Regions from separate parts of the Rattus norvegicus genome. Here region 2 is linked to region 1. Evidence: chromatin contacts called from public Hi-C data. All regions are on one chromosome and are shown on one strand. Each heading gives the region's core, a stretch centred on a gene start, on an enhancer-like site or on the middle of the called end of the contact. The rest is flanking DNA. Distances are from core to core; before and after follow the strand shown.

The links. Hi-C and Micro-C count contacts between places; a contact is called where the count stands out from the background.
Region 2: a contact with region 1 is called in a Hi-C map of kidney, with 5 times the contacts expected there. The contact joins two enhancer-like sites. A contact is called at or near these places in 8 of 12 Hi-C or Micro-C datasets (the A7r5 cell line, frontal cortex, hepatocytes and 4 more).

Annotation. Positions count from the first base shown.
Region 1 is chr17:33,966,574-33,972,587 of GRCr8, forward strand. It overlaps the pseudogene LOC134482706. Among named protein-coding and RNA genes, the nearest start is that of Irf4, 21 kb to the left of the region's middle. Within about 2 kb of position 1,953, at least 34 of the 93 cell types and tissues checked have an H3K27ac peak or open chromatin away from gene starts, as enhancers often do.
Region 2 is chr17:34,140,891-34,146,934 of GRCr8, forward strand. LOC108348556 (a long non-coding RNA gene) reads right to left here. Exons shown (of 3, transcript XR_001841920.3): 3 at 4,736-6,044. Among named protein-coding and RNA genes, the nearest start is that of Uqcrfs1, 43 kb to the right of the region's middle. Within about 2 kb of position 3,536, at least 1 of the 93 cell types and tissues checked has an H3K27ac peak or open chromatin away from gene starts, as enhancers often do.

The DNA.
Region 1 (6,014 bases), core at 703-3,202:
CGCTTGTCTTGATTTAGCTGACTCCTCTGCTCCTTTATTATTCTAAATTCCAGACTGGAGTCCAGGAGAGGACCCGACTGCAAAGGCTGAATCAGGACCCTGAAACCAGGTGACCCAGATAAGGCCCAGTCTTCTGGATTAACTCCTTGCGTCATACAATTGGTCAATGCAACAGCGTACTCTGCCACCCGCCCCCCCTGCTTTGTGTTCCCATCTTATAAAAATGTTGTCCAACCTTCAGGGGTGCAGTTCAGAGGTGGAACTGGCTGCCTCCTTGTGAGCCCCGAAAATAAAGCTTTCATTTATAAATCCCTGGGGTGAGTTTTTCTTGGCTTCCAATCAGAACCCAATAGCTGTCATTTCTCTAGTATATATTTTGGGCACTTTTTTGAAGATGAAGTGTCTGGAGCTGTGTGGATGAATAAATAAAGCTAAGTTAATGGTTTCATTATTATATAGTGGCTCACACTAAGCTCCATCTCTTTTTATATTTTCTCCCTATACCAACCCAGAGGTACAGGGTGCCTAGCTTCTACCAGGGCATCAGGTATCCCAAACTCAGGTATCCCAAACTCTATTTTGGTAATTCTATTTGATTTATTTATTTATTTATTTATTTATTTATTTATTTAGTTATGTGTTTATTTATTTAATTTGTGTGTGTGTGTGTGTGTGTGTGTGTGTGTGAGAGAGAGAGAGAGAGAGAGAGAGAGAGAGAGAATCTTAATATGTAGCCCAGGCTAGCCTCATTGAACTCGTGGTGATCATTTTGCCCCAGTCTCCTGAGTACCACTTCGTATGGCTCTCATTTTGGTTTTGAGAGGGGCAGTAAAATTTTTTTAACCGCTGGTTCCTCTGTCAGTTTGGGGTCTTCTCTTGTCATCTGTACTGCAATGCTTTTGGGACCACTAGTCAGTGATTTTGCAGAACGTTTCTCCATCATCCGATGTTTGTTCTGGTTATGTTGAGGTCAGTGCAGTTTTGGCAAAAGTCCCACAAAAGTGACACTGTATCTTCAATGCATGACATTAACGAACATGTGACAGTAATGGGCTTACTAATGTCGCCGTTGCCCTTCATAGTCCAATTAGGGCTCTAACTGAAGGGTTTCCCCTCTGATCACTGATCAGGTCTTTCTGGTTGGTCTCTCTCTTGGGAGAGATAAGTCTAGACTATGCAAATATAGTCTCTCCCTCGTGCTGTGCCTGGTGGTGACTCAGTGGCCGGGCAGTTGGCCCAGAGTTATTTACTGTCAAATATAATGGTGATTTTGTACTTTTCTTGTCCTATCCACACCTGCTCACCTGATTTCTACAAGCAAGAATGCCCCAGCCTTCTATTTACTGACTCATTCAATTCTATGTTAGTTTGGACTCATGTGTTTATTTTATTCCATGGGTTAGTCTCCAATGTTCCAGTAATTTGTTGTCCAAATTACACCAGTTTGACTTATCAGAAGGTTTTATTTATTTATTTATTTTTTGCCTTTTTTGTTTGTTTGTTTTTTGATTGGCTCTGTAGCCTCTTGACACGTTCCTTTCTTTTTCAAGTACTTCCTTGTTTCCTGGCTGCACAAATGTCTCAGGCTTCTCACACATGCTCTCCCTTTCGAGTCCCGGCATCGACCACTCCATCCTGGGTTGGAGCTTTTTCAAAACAATCCCTGATTTCAGTCAATTCTTTCTTTGGAGATGCTGACCACCGACGGGCTAGGAGTAAGCTACTGGGACCTAGCCACAATCCTTACCACCTAGAGCAGCTCCCACACAGCCCAGCAGCTCACAGAGCACTTAGTAAGAACAAGGCAAGATCAACCACTCCTACCTCCTTGAGTGGCTTGTGATCACTCAGCAAACTGTCCTGGAGAATGGCCAGAGAGAACTGGTGCCGACCGACCATGAAGCAATTCCAGCTTCTGCCAGCCTGTGGAGCCTGGAACTAGGAATCAAACCTCTGTCCTCATTTTTCTAAAAATAGTTCTTAAGGAGACAGGATCCCAGAGAGCACAAGCCACTCGACACAGCTGAGTACAGCTCAGGCAGCCTGAAGGCAGGACACTCGGCAGTGACAGTGGCCATAAAATGTGTAAGAATTTATCAGCGTATAAGCACAGGTAACCGAGAGCCAGATATGGAACTGCTCAGCAGGCCAAGGGTGATAAACGTTGTAGCCGCTGACTGAGTGTTAGGGTGCTGCTCCATCTAAAGCTAAGAACTTGAAACCAGCACCCAGAGCTTTTCTCAGATTGGTCTGAACACTTTCCCCCGTTCACCGCTACTGCATGGCTGGCACTAGGAGAAGCAGAGCTGCAGTCACAGAAATTCCCGAGTGGCACGGTAGAATAGTTTGTTTTACAAGAAAAGTCATATAGATTTCTGGATCATAATAGATCATCAAATGCTTCAAAACACTTGACAGTGCAAGAACAAGGGAGCCCAGGGAGATTCGGGGTCACCTTTGGAAGCTTGTGGGAACTCAGGCTTTGAAGGTGCAGCCTGCTCTGGCCTCAGCTGCCCTGCCTCGGTCATCATTCTTCATCTGTTACACACGATGCTAAAACAACTCTGTAACTCCCTTCTCTGTTAAGTGGGGACACCATAGAGAGCAGCCCTTGAGACTGATGAATAGCCCCCCATCCCCACCCCCACCCAACCCAACAGGCTTTGGACGTTTTCTTGTGAGTGCTAGACAAATGCTCTACTGCCAAGCCACACCCCGGCCTATTTGTTTCTCCATAGCAACATGCTCTTTTGGAACTTCTAGGCTGCAAAGTCCAGATCCACTGTGTCGGCACCATTTTTGTTTGGCTTGGTTCTTGCCAATGGAAGCTCCTACAGGCCACCTCCTAACCTTCAGTGACCACACCTTCCCTGCTAGTTCTACAGGAATTCCTCAAGCTTGACCTAAGGGGACTGATATGGGAAAGGCCCGTAAGGGAGGCTTGTGGGGTGGAAAAGGGTTGCAAAGGGGAGAGGGTGCTGCCCTTGAGGAACTGAAAGAGCTGCAGGCTATGCTAGTGGGCAAGCACTGAGGAGGCGGGGCTCAGTGGGTACTGCTGCAGGAGGCTGGCTCAAGGGAAGGCGCTCAGATGGCTTTCAAGGGAATTGGGCTGGGCTGCTTTAGGATGTAACAGGGATGACATCTACCGTTGGAGCATCCAATGCCCCGGAGATGGTGCTGCTAGAGGGATGTTGTCACTGCCACTGCTGCTGCTCTCATCGTTTCTGCAGCCATTGGCATGACGGGTGCTGCCTGCTGGGTACTATCTTCCCTCTCCACTGTGGCTACTGTAGGTATTGCTGCTATGGCTGCTGTCCTCTGATGCAAAGGCCACTGCCACCATCTCTTCTGTCCTCTGCATTAATCTCTACTCAAGAGACTGTAAGCAAAGTCCTTTATCTTGATCCTTCTTCGTGACTGAAGACTAGACCCCAGACACTCCTTAACTCTGCTGATAATTTAAAGGCAAAGTGCTTAGACCCAGTTCGGGAAGCTTGTCTCCTGGCCTTCGGAAGCTCCACTCTGGAGACCTAGAGTGATTAGGAGTCAGGGATTCCACATAAACTTTTGTTAACCACCAGTCTGGGCTTCATGGCAAGGTGGTTTGAGCCCTAAGCCTTCACTTCCTAGGCAGGCAGGTGGCAAGAATCTGTGCCATGCCAGGTACTGTGCTAGGACCAGCCCCTTGGAACTTGCATCTAAGAGAGGAAAGGTGTCTCCTGTCTACACAGCTGTTTGTTCCTATTGCAACATTAAGTGCTAAAATGCAAATTGAAGAAGTCCTTAGTCCAGACAGACAGTGGCCTCACATAGGCACCTGTAAGGCACCACATGACCCCAGAGAGGATTCTACAGGTAGGAGGTCTCTAAAGGCCTGCAGGTGACTGCAAGAGCCTTCCGTGGGGACAACTATGGCTCACCTTGAGTATCTCCCTTCAGTGGAGTTGTGGGTCCAGTTTTACATAGATGACCCTCAAGTGAACCATTCAAGCCAAGACAAATCAATCCCTATGCTTTTGATCCTCAAAATGGCTGTTTAATAGTGACATTGTCTCACGGGAAGGAGGCGGGGGGCTTACTTTGGCCACACACGCGCGCGCGCGCGCGCGCGCGCGCGCGCACACACACACACACACACACACACACACACACACACACACACACACACAGAGTCTCCTCTCTGTAGAAGTTCGGAACACATGGACATAGGAAAACCCCACACTCACTGAATGAATGATGTATTCAATAGAACGAACAACAGACATCTCTGGGGAGATTGGCATTGATGAGTAAGGCATCATCCCCAACTTCAAATACTGAATCCTCCCCGTCCCCCTCAGTGTGGCAATGTATCATGCAGGAAAAGTATCATCACTTCTGCACAGATGAAGTTCTGGGGAGGAGGGAAGGTTCTGAAAAGCTCAGCCTTGGGGAAGAGGGAGCTGGTAGGCTTCCTACAAGACAGCACACCAGACCAAGGGCCTGCCTATGAGGAAGCAGGGGATCCAAGTGGGTAAACCACTCTAAAGGCACAGCAGAAATTCCTGCACTGAGACTATCACCCTGAGGCTTAGCAAGCTGGGCTCCAGGCACAGCTACATCACGCCACAATACAGCTTGTTGTCCTGGCCTGTGCAGCTAGTGTCAAGGAACAGAAAGACTATCCAAACGCCAGATGACTCACTTAGTTACCTGCAGACTTTGGGGGTTATAACTGGATCTCACACAGACTTGGGGACACAGTGTGTCTCACAGTCCATGTGCATTGTCAAGCCAGGCCTCACGAAGGTGTTCTGGAAAGCCTGCTTTAACCTACTCTGGTCTTTGCTCGTGCCTCCCAAGAGACAACTACAGTGATTTGGTCCACTTTTTTCAACCTTTATACATACACTTACATAGATCTGTCTTTCTTTTGCTTGCTTTAAAAAGGCTATAGGCATTGCCTGAACTTGGTGGTACACAGCTGTAATCCCAGCAGCACTCGGGGGCCACGGTTGGGGGATCTTGTTCCTGAAGCCAGTCATAGCTACAAAGTAAGACTTACCTCAAAAACAGAACACAAAACAACAAACGCAAATGAAAAAGATAAGGTCGAAGAGAATCTATCTGAAATGAACAGTAACTGTACTGTTCTATATATTATATATTTTATTATATATTATATGTTTATTCTTACAAAAAGAGCAAACACAACAAAATGTTACCAGTGATTACAGTAGGCTCAAAGTGGCCATAATAATCTACTTTGTAGGTTTTATATTTCCTTTCTTCCCAAAAAGCAGTAAAGGGGGCTGGGTAGCTCAGTGTTTCAGAGGACATGGGTTTGGTTCCCAGCACACTCATGGTCGCTTAAAACTGTCTGTAACTCCAGTCTCAGGGCATTTGATTCCCTCTCCGGATCTCTACAGGAACCAGAAATACATGTGGTATACATATACACATGCAGGTAAAACACTGATCCATATTTTTAAAAATCCAGTTAAACTTGAGGAGCCAGGTGGCAGAGAGCTCCAGCCTTCCCACCACTCAGTCCACTGACTTTCTGGAGACAGCGGCATGCAGAACTTCTCAGTTACTCTTCTGAGACTTCCTGGGACCCCGTCCATGGGCAGGTGAGCCGTGGGCTGTGTGATGCAGGACCTCACTGGCAGCTACTTTATACAAGCTCGAGTGGAGTCCTTGCTCTATCATTTTTAACTAAGTAACCCTGAGCAGGTTTCCCATTGGTTAGAGAAGAGAAGGAGCTGGAGAACCAGACCGGATGATTCAGGGTCTAAAATCTTCAGTCTGCAGTTGGCGGGGAGCCCGAGGAAGTGACAAGAGGCAGCGCCTTCCTCCACTGTCATGCCCTCCTTCTGATTCAGTGGTAGTAAGACCAGTCTCTTTCTCTTTCCAAAGACATGGAAAGCACCTCCCAGGAGAGGGGCAAGAGTTCAAAACCCCTCTGAGTACTTTTTGCGGTGGTAACTCCAGCTAATTAGCATACACGGCTTCTCACCTACTTACTGTTTTCA
Region 2 (6,044 bases), core at 2,286-4,785, 180 kb after region 1:
CCTCCACTAAGTTGCTTTGAGTCAGTGTTTTATCACAGTGGCAGAAACCAGCAGAAACAAGAGCCTTATTTTTCCTTCCAGCTGTCTACTGAGGCTTAGAACCCACAAGTTCCTACCTTTTTCTACCTCTTCAATGAGTCCAGGGCTTCCAACATGACCTGAAAGAAGCCAGAGCACTGCTTTCTTTGGGGAATTTGAAAATTTGTCTTGTTTTTTCATTGCAAGGTAGTGTCTGTCTCTGACCTGTTCACATAGAATTGGCTTCTGGGAGATGCTTTGAAGAGAATCTAAGCACCTATCTGACACTGGCTTCAAAGCCATCCTTAGCCAATGGCTTTTCCTGTTGCTAATAGAAACCAAGAAGCCCATTGGCTAGTTTATTCTTGAACTATTTTTGCGAAGGAGCTTCAGTACAGCCATAGTTAGATCCTGGCCTTCTGGGAAGCACGCAGAAACAACCTGGATTGTTCCTTTGTCAGGGGACAGGGCGAGTCACTTTCCAGATATGATGATCAAACCTACCCAGGCGCTTGTGGTGACGGTACCCTGAAGGTCACTCCTGAGCAGGTAGAGGTTAGTAATGCAATACTCGCCGAAACACGCGGGCTCCAAGGCACAAGCACTAGTGTAAAGCCTCCAGGTCTTTCTTCATTGCCCGCTGAGGCACGCTCTCTCATCTCCACATGAGCTCTCCCAGAGGAGGGAAGCCTGAGTGTAGCAGCATGAGCCTACAGTGTGTAAACCTCCAAGTGGGCTCAGAACCCTGTCCTGATGTTATCGTCCAGAAATACTGTCATTTGCTCAGTCACCAGATCACAAGTTCACTCAAAGCCCGTGTACAAACTGCAAATCTTTTATGTGTCTCAGTGATATTTAAGGTGAGGAGGCAGACAAGGCAAGTGTTAGGCACAGCCAGCTTGGCGGGATTGACCTATGAAAGGAAGAAGCCCCCCTATGAGGGGACTGCAAAGTTAGGCAGTCCTGGTGGAAGACAAATGCCAGGGAAAGTGTCACAGAAGAAGTGAGGCAGGTTGGGCCCCAGCACATGTGCCTGCTTGGAGCAGGCAGACAAGGGCACTCTTGGAATAGAGGTGGTAGCAGCTGATCCTCGAAGTAACTAACTTATGTAGGGTCCCCAAAATCTTACCAGGAAGGCAGAGAGTCCTTCGGGGCCCGGCAGAAGCTTCTGATGCAGTAGTAGGAGTCTTAGGAGACCATTTCTCTGCTGAATCAGCCACAGCAAGGTAATGGCGTGTAGATAAGGGTTTCTGAGTGTATCAGGTGGTGCGGGGTTAGCTCCAGACAGATAATCTAGGTGTCACCTGCAGAGGGAGGTGCCCATGAGGGTGTAGGTAGTGAGGTTATGGGATGGGACAGGGAGTAGTAAGACATAAGTCTTAAGTTTCTAGCATGGGAAATAGAATGACTTGAATCTATTTCCAGAAAAACAAAAAATTTACACTGAAGTCCAATGTACACTACAGTAATTAAAATGTGAGCTTATTTGTAAAAAAGAGCTCTTGAATGTTTATTTAAATAACAATCAGTTGATTAAAGAGAACCACAGTACAATAAGATGGGTGACCTTACAGCACAAGGAAATTCGGAGATAGCTCCTAACATACTAGCAAGCCGTCAAGCTGGAGATAGCAGGGGCTGTGCAGTGTGGGAAGTTAGAGAGGCTGAGACCAACAGGAGTGTGCAGCGTGGTCAAGAAGCATGAACATGGGAGAATGCCATGTAGAGATGCCATCAAGTTACTAGAAGCCCTTGGTCCTGGACCCCAGACTGCTGGCCTTTAGATTCATAAAGTTTCAGTTCCTACCACATGGTGGTAGTTTATTGAAATGGCTCTGACAAATTAACAATGAATCTGTAAAAGGTTGGTGATTCCACATAGTTCCTGGCACCAACAAGCTGCCAGGCTGGAGACAGCAAGGGCTGTGCAGAGTGGGAATTGTTAAATGGGTCCTAGGGCTGAGGCCATCAGTAGTAGGGATGTGATCAGGAAGCATCATTGGGACCCTCGTTCCTAGGTGTGGAACAGTCACTTGGCAGGGGCGATATCTATAGGAAACCCATCAAACACTGGGGGTAAGGCTCAGTGGGTGAGAGAGCTTGCTACCACACACACGAGAGCCTGAATTTGGATCCTGAAGACCCCTGTAAAAAGCTAAACATGGTTGCATGTACCTTGTCATCCCTGGGTGGATGTAGAGGAGACAGGAGGCTTGGTGGGCCTGCTAACTGTTCCCTGTTCAGTGAGAGAACCTGTGTCAAGGCCACAAGGTAGATGGTGATAGCCCAAGGCATCTGATGGCTTCTTCAGATTACCACAGGTGTACACAGAGATACAGCAGAGAGGGGGAGAGAGAGAGAGAGAGAGAGAGAGAGAGAGAGAGAGAGAGAGAGAGAGAGAATTTCTTAGAAAGAGCAAGGAAGCCTGTCACAGAAGTTAAAGTCAGGAGGAAGGTACACCCACAGCAGCAAGTCCATGAGAAGCGGACACTGTCCTGGTGTGTCTGTGGACCATCTGAGAGGATTCCAGCCAAACAGACTGTCACCCTGCTCCTCTGCAGTAGCCAGAAGCCACCCGGGAGACAGGGACTGCCTGTCACCTTCACAGGATTTACTGAAAGCCTGGGTCAGCTCAGAGAGTAACAGGCTATTGCTTCCAAGCCTGGAGACCTAAATTTGATCTTTGGATTGAAGGAAGGAGAGAACTGACCCCTGCAAGTTGTTCTACCACAACTTACTGCACTACCCCAGGAAATAAGAAACAAATGAAAAAAAAAAAAAAAACCAAATCACTGTAAAAAGGACTTAGTGAGCTGTGTGTAATGACAGCCCTTGCCACAGGGCAGTCTATAGCTCAGCGTTCCATGATGGTTGACTTTAGACCCAGCCCCTGAGCTTGAAGAGCAACAGGTCTTCCTCAGTTTTTTCTTTTACTCCCATGAGCTCTGAGACGACCAACCACACCTCACATTTGGGTCATCAAAGCTATGGCCTATGAAGGATTTTCTGTGTACATATTCTTAGTCATCTGAAGAGTCATGCTTTTATCAGCCTGGGAACTAGCCCGAAGTGGAAGGTGAGGACAGTTCTGGTGGCTTTATTTATTTTTTCAGTGTCATTTGTCACAGAGTTTCTCTATTTCAAGCTACCTTTCTCTGAACCACATCAAGGGAGAGACAAAAAGAACAGGGTTCCGAAGTACCAAGAACTCAGAGGCAGGCCTCAAAAACAGCAGCCAACGGGAACCAGAATTCAAATGTGAATAGCACTTTGCCTAAAAGGGCTTCCTGATCAGATTTAAAGGGTAGACAGTATTGCCTAAAATCAAGAACTGCCAGTGGACACTTGAAACTGCTTGAAATAAAATCTTAGATTTAGGATTATTTACAGTGTACATCAATGGTTTAGGAAGGTGGTCAAGACTCTGTTCCAGATGAAAACCTGAGAGCAGGGCAGGACTGCAGACGTTACTGCGTGGCCAGTGTCCCTCAAACAGCCCTCTGGCTCCCTCCAGAGGATACTTTGCTACTGGATTAGTGAAGGCAAAGCTGCAGCCTTCACTGACACGTGTGGTCTGACTGGCCTATCCTTATCCCCTGCCCAGAGCTTCGAGAAAGAGCCATCAAGTATCTGGTGATGAAAGTCTCAGCTCCAACCCTTCCACCACCGAGGGGCCTTTGTGGATGTCCCTGCGTGGTTTGTCACTCTTCTGTGTGTGGCAATGGTAGAGTATTACCATGTGGACTGGAGTGTATCGGTAAATGTAGTTAATGGTTAACAAATACACGTTTGTTGACATAACAATAAATAAAATGTTAGCAAATTCAGGCTTCTGTATAACTGTGGAATAAAAGATTGACACTTGCGAGGCTGTTTTCCTCCAGCTCAGTCTTTTGATTTTAAAAGGACAGAGGTGAGCATTAGCTTTTCATAATAGGTGTGACGTAAGGGAGTCGAGGTCCCCAGCAGCAGCACAGCCCATGAATCCACAAGGCCTTGATGGTAACTTGGGCCTCGAACATCAGCACTGACCCTGACTGCAGTGGGGCCTTGGACCCAGACATGGCCTTTGGTAGCGACATGGACCCGAACATCACCATGGCCTCAGGAGGCAGCCCGGGCCACTCATATCTACATGGCTCTGGGGACAGCACAGCCCACAAATATGGGCATCTGCATGGTCTTTGGTGGTAACATGTGCCAAGGACATCAACACATCCCCTGGCAGGGTACAGCCAGGCTGGCTCTTCTGCCATGTGCCCATCTGTGGGCTGCACTGTCACCAGAGGCTGTGTTGATGTCTATGGTCTGGGCTGCCTCCAAGGGACCTGTCCTACTTGTCTGTGGCCCTGCAGGAGACCATGCTCAGGGGCAGTGCTGTCCTCAAGCTCTGGCTCACACTGACTGACGAGCAAAGAAGCTACTTTGGCTGTCATATCAACTGCAGACACGCAGCTGAGAGGAAGGGGTGTGGAAGACTTCTGGGACACCTCTTATCCCTCACAACCCCTCTCTCCCCAAAGGTAACAGCCTAGAACAGAAGCCACTGAAGAGAACTCTTCAGAAGTGTGGTGAGAAGGATGCTGAAGTTAGCTCTCCAAAATTGATGGCTTCCAGTGAAGGTGCAGGAGGGAAGGACTCAGTTCTATTAAAGGGACAGGCCGCTGAGAATTTGACCATGTTTCAGTGAGTATGTAAAATAGCACAAATTAGACTTTTAACTCTATTATTTTAAAAATATTTTTAGTGGGGAGGTCACAAGCAGGAGGGCAGACAAGGAAGGTCTGGGAAGGAAATAGGATTGTGGCACGTAGTGTGAAACTTCGAGAGAATCAATAAAAAAAAGGTTATGTTGAAAAAGAAAAGATGAGAAAAGGAAAGAGAATTGAGGCATGAGGTCTCCTGGGAGAATGAAATTATTAAGAAATGACAATCATTTTAACTTCTGTGATAAAAAATAGAAGCATTCTTAGTCACAGATAAGCACAGGGTCCTGAGAGGGTAAAACACAGGACAGAAAAGTCTTGATGTATGACTTATTGGGAAGCCCAGGAGTGGCTCAAGGTAGGCTCAGGGATGTAGAAGGGGTCTTCAAAACAGTCACAGGTTGTGTTCTGGGAGGACACAATGAGGAGAGGGGGCTTCAGAGGCTTCTGGGTCTCATCCTTTCCCTGATAAAATTGTTCCTAGAAGGGAAGTGACTGACTCTGAGTCATTCAGTGCTAGGACTAGAACTCCTCAGCCTGCCCTTTGCCTCAGAACCTCTTTCTCTGAATCATGCCTTAAGGTCGAGAGGCACCAGTGGAGGACTCTCGTGTTGTAAGAACCAGCCCTCTTCAGCTAGTTCATTTGAAATTGTGGGCTACTGGAAGATGGCATCAGCAGTGACCACTGGGCATGGGGACATTATCAAGAGTCACCAGAAACCTGAGGTGGAAGAGTTACATTCTTCAGATCACAGGAACATCTCAAGGTGCACCTGTGGGCACACTGTGATTATTGGATATAGGTGTTGGTTTGGAGACCCAGCAATGTTCATAAGCTAGCTAGGTGTGGATCTCGGCTCTGTCCCTGGTCACATGATCTCTACACAATGGCCTTCTCTCCTTGATTCATTTTCCTCTTTAGGTGGTCCATTCCAGTAGTACGTGCTGTGACCTAGAGTTTGACTGCTAATTCTTACTCCAACACTGCCAACCAGGAGCAGGGTGATTAAGAGTGTATTTATCTCTTTGCGCTTCACTTTAATCAGTCATAAAGTGAGAACAATCACACAAAGCCACTATGATGGCGAACAAGTTAGCATGTGTAAGAGTGTGTGGAACACAGTCTTTAATAAACCACAGCTGTCACTTGTGTTTATTGTTGGCTACACATAGGGGTGACAACAGGGTCTTAGGTGACTCCCTGAGTTTTGTTGAGCGACAGATGTATGTGCAAGTACTTTGAGACTTGGAACATGGAGGGCCCACCATTTCAATGTGATAACTTTAGACACCAATCATAAAGAGGCCTGCTCTGCAGGT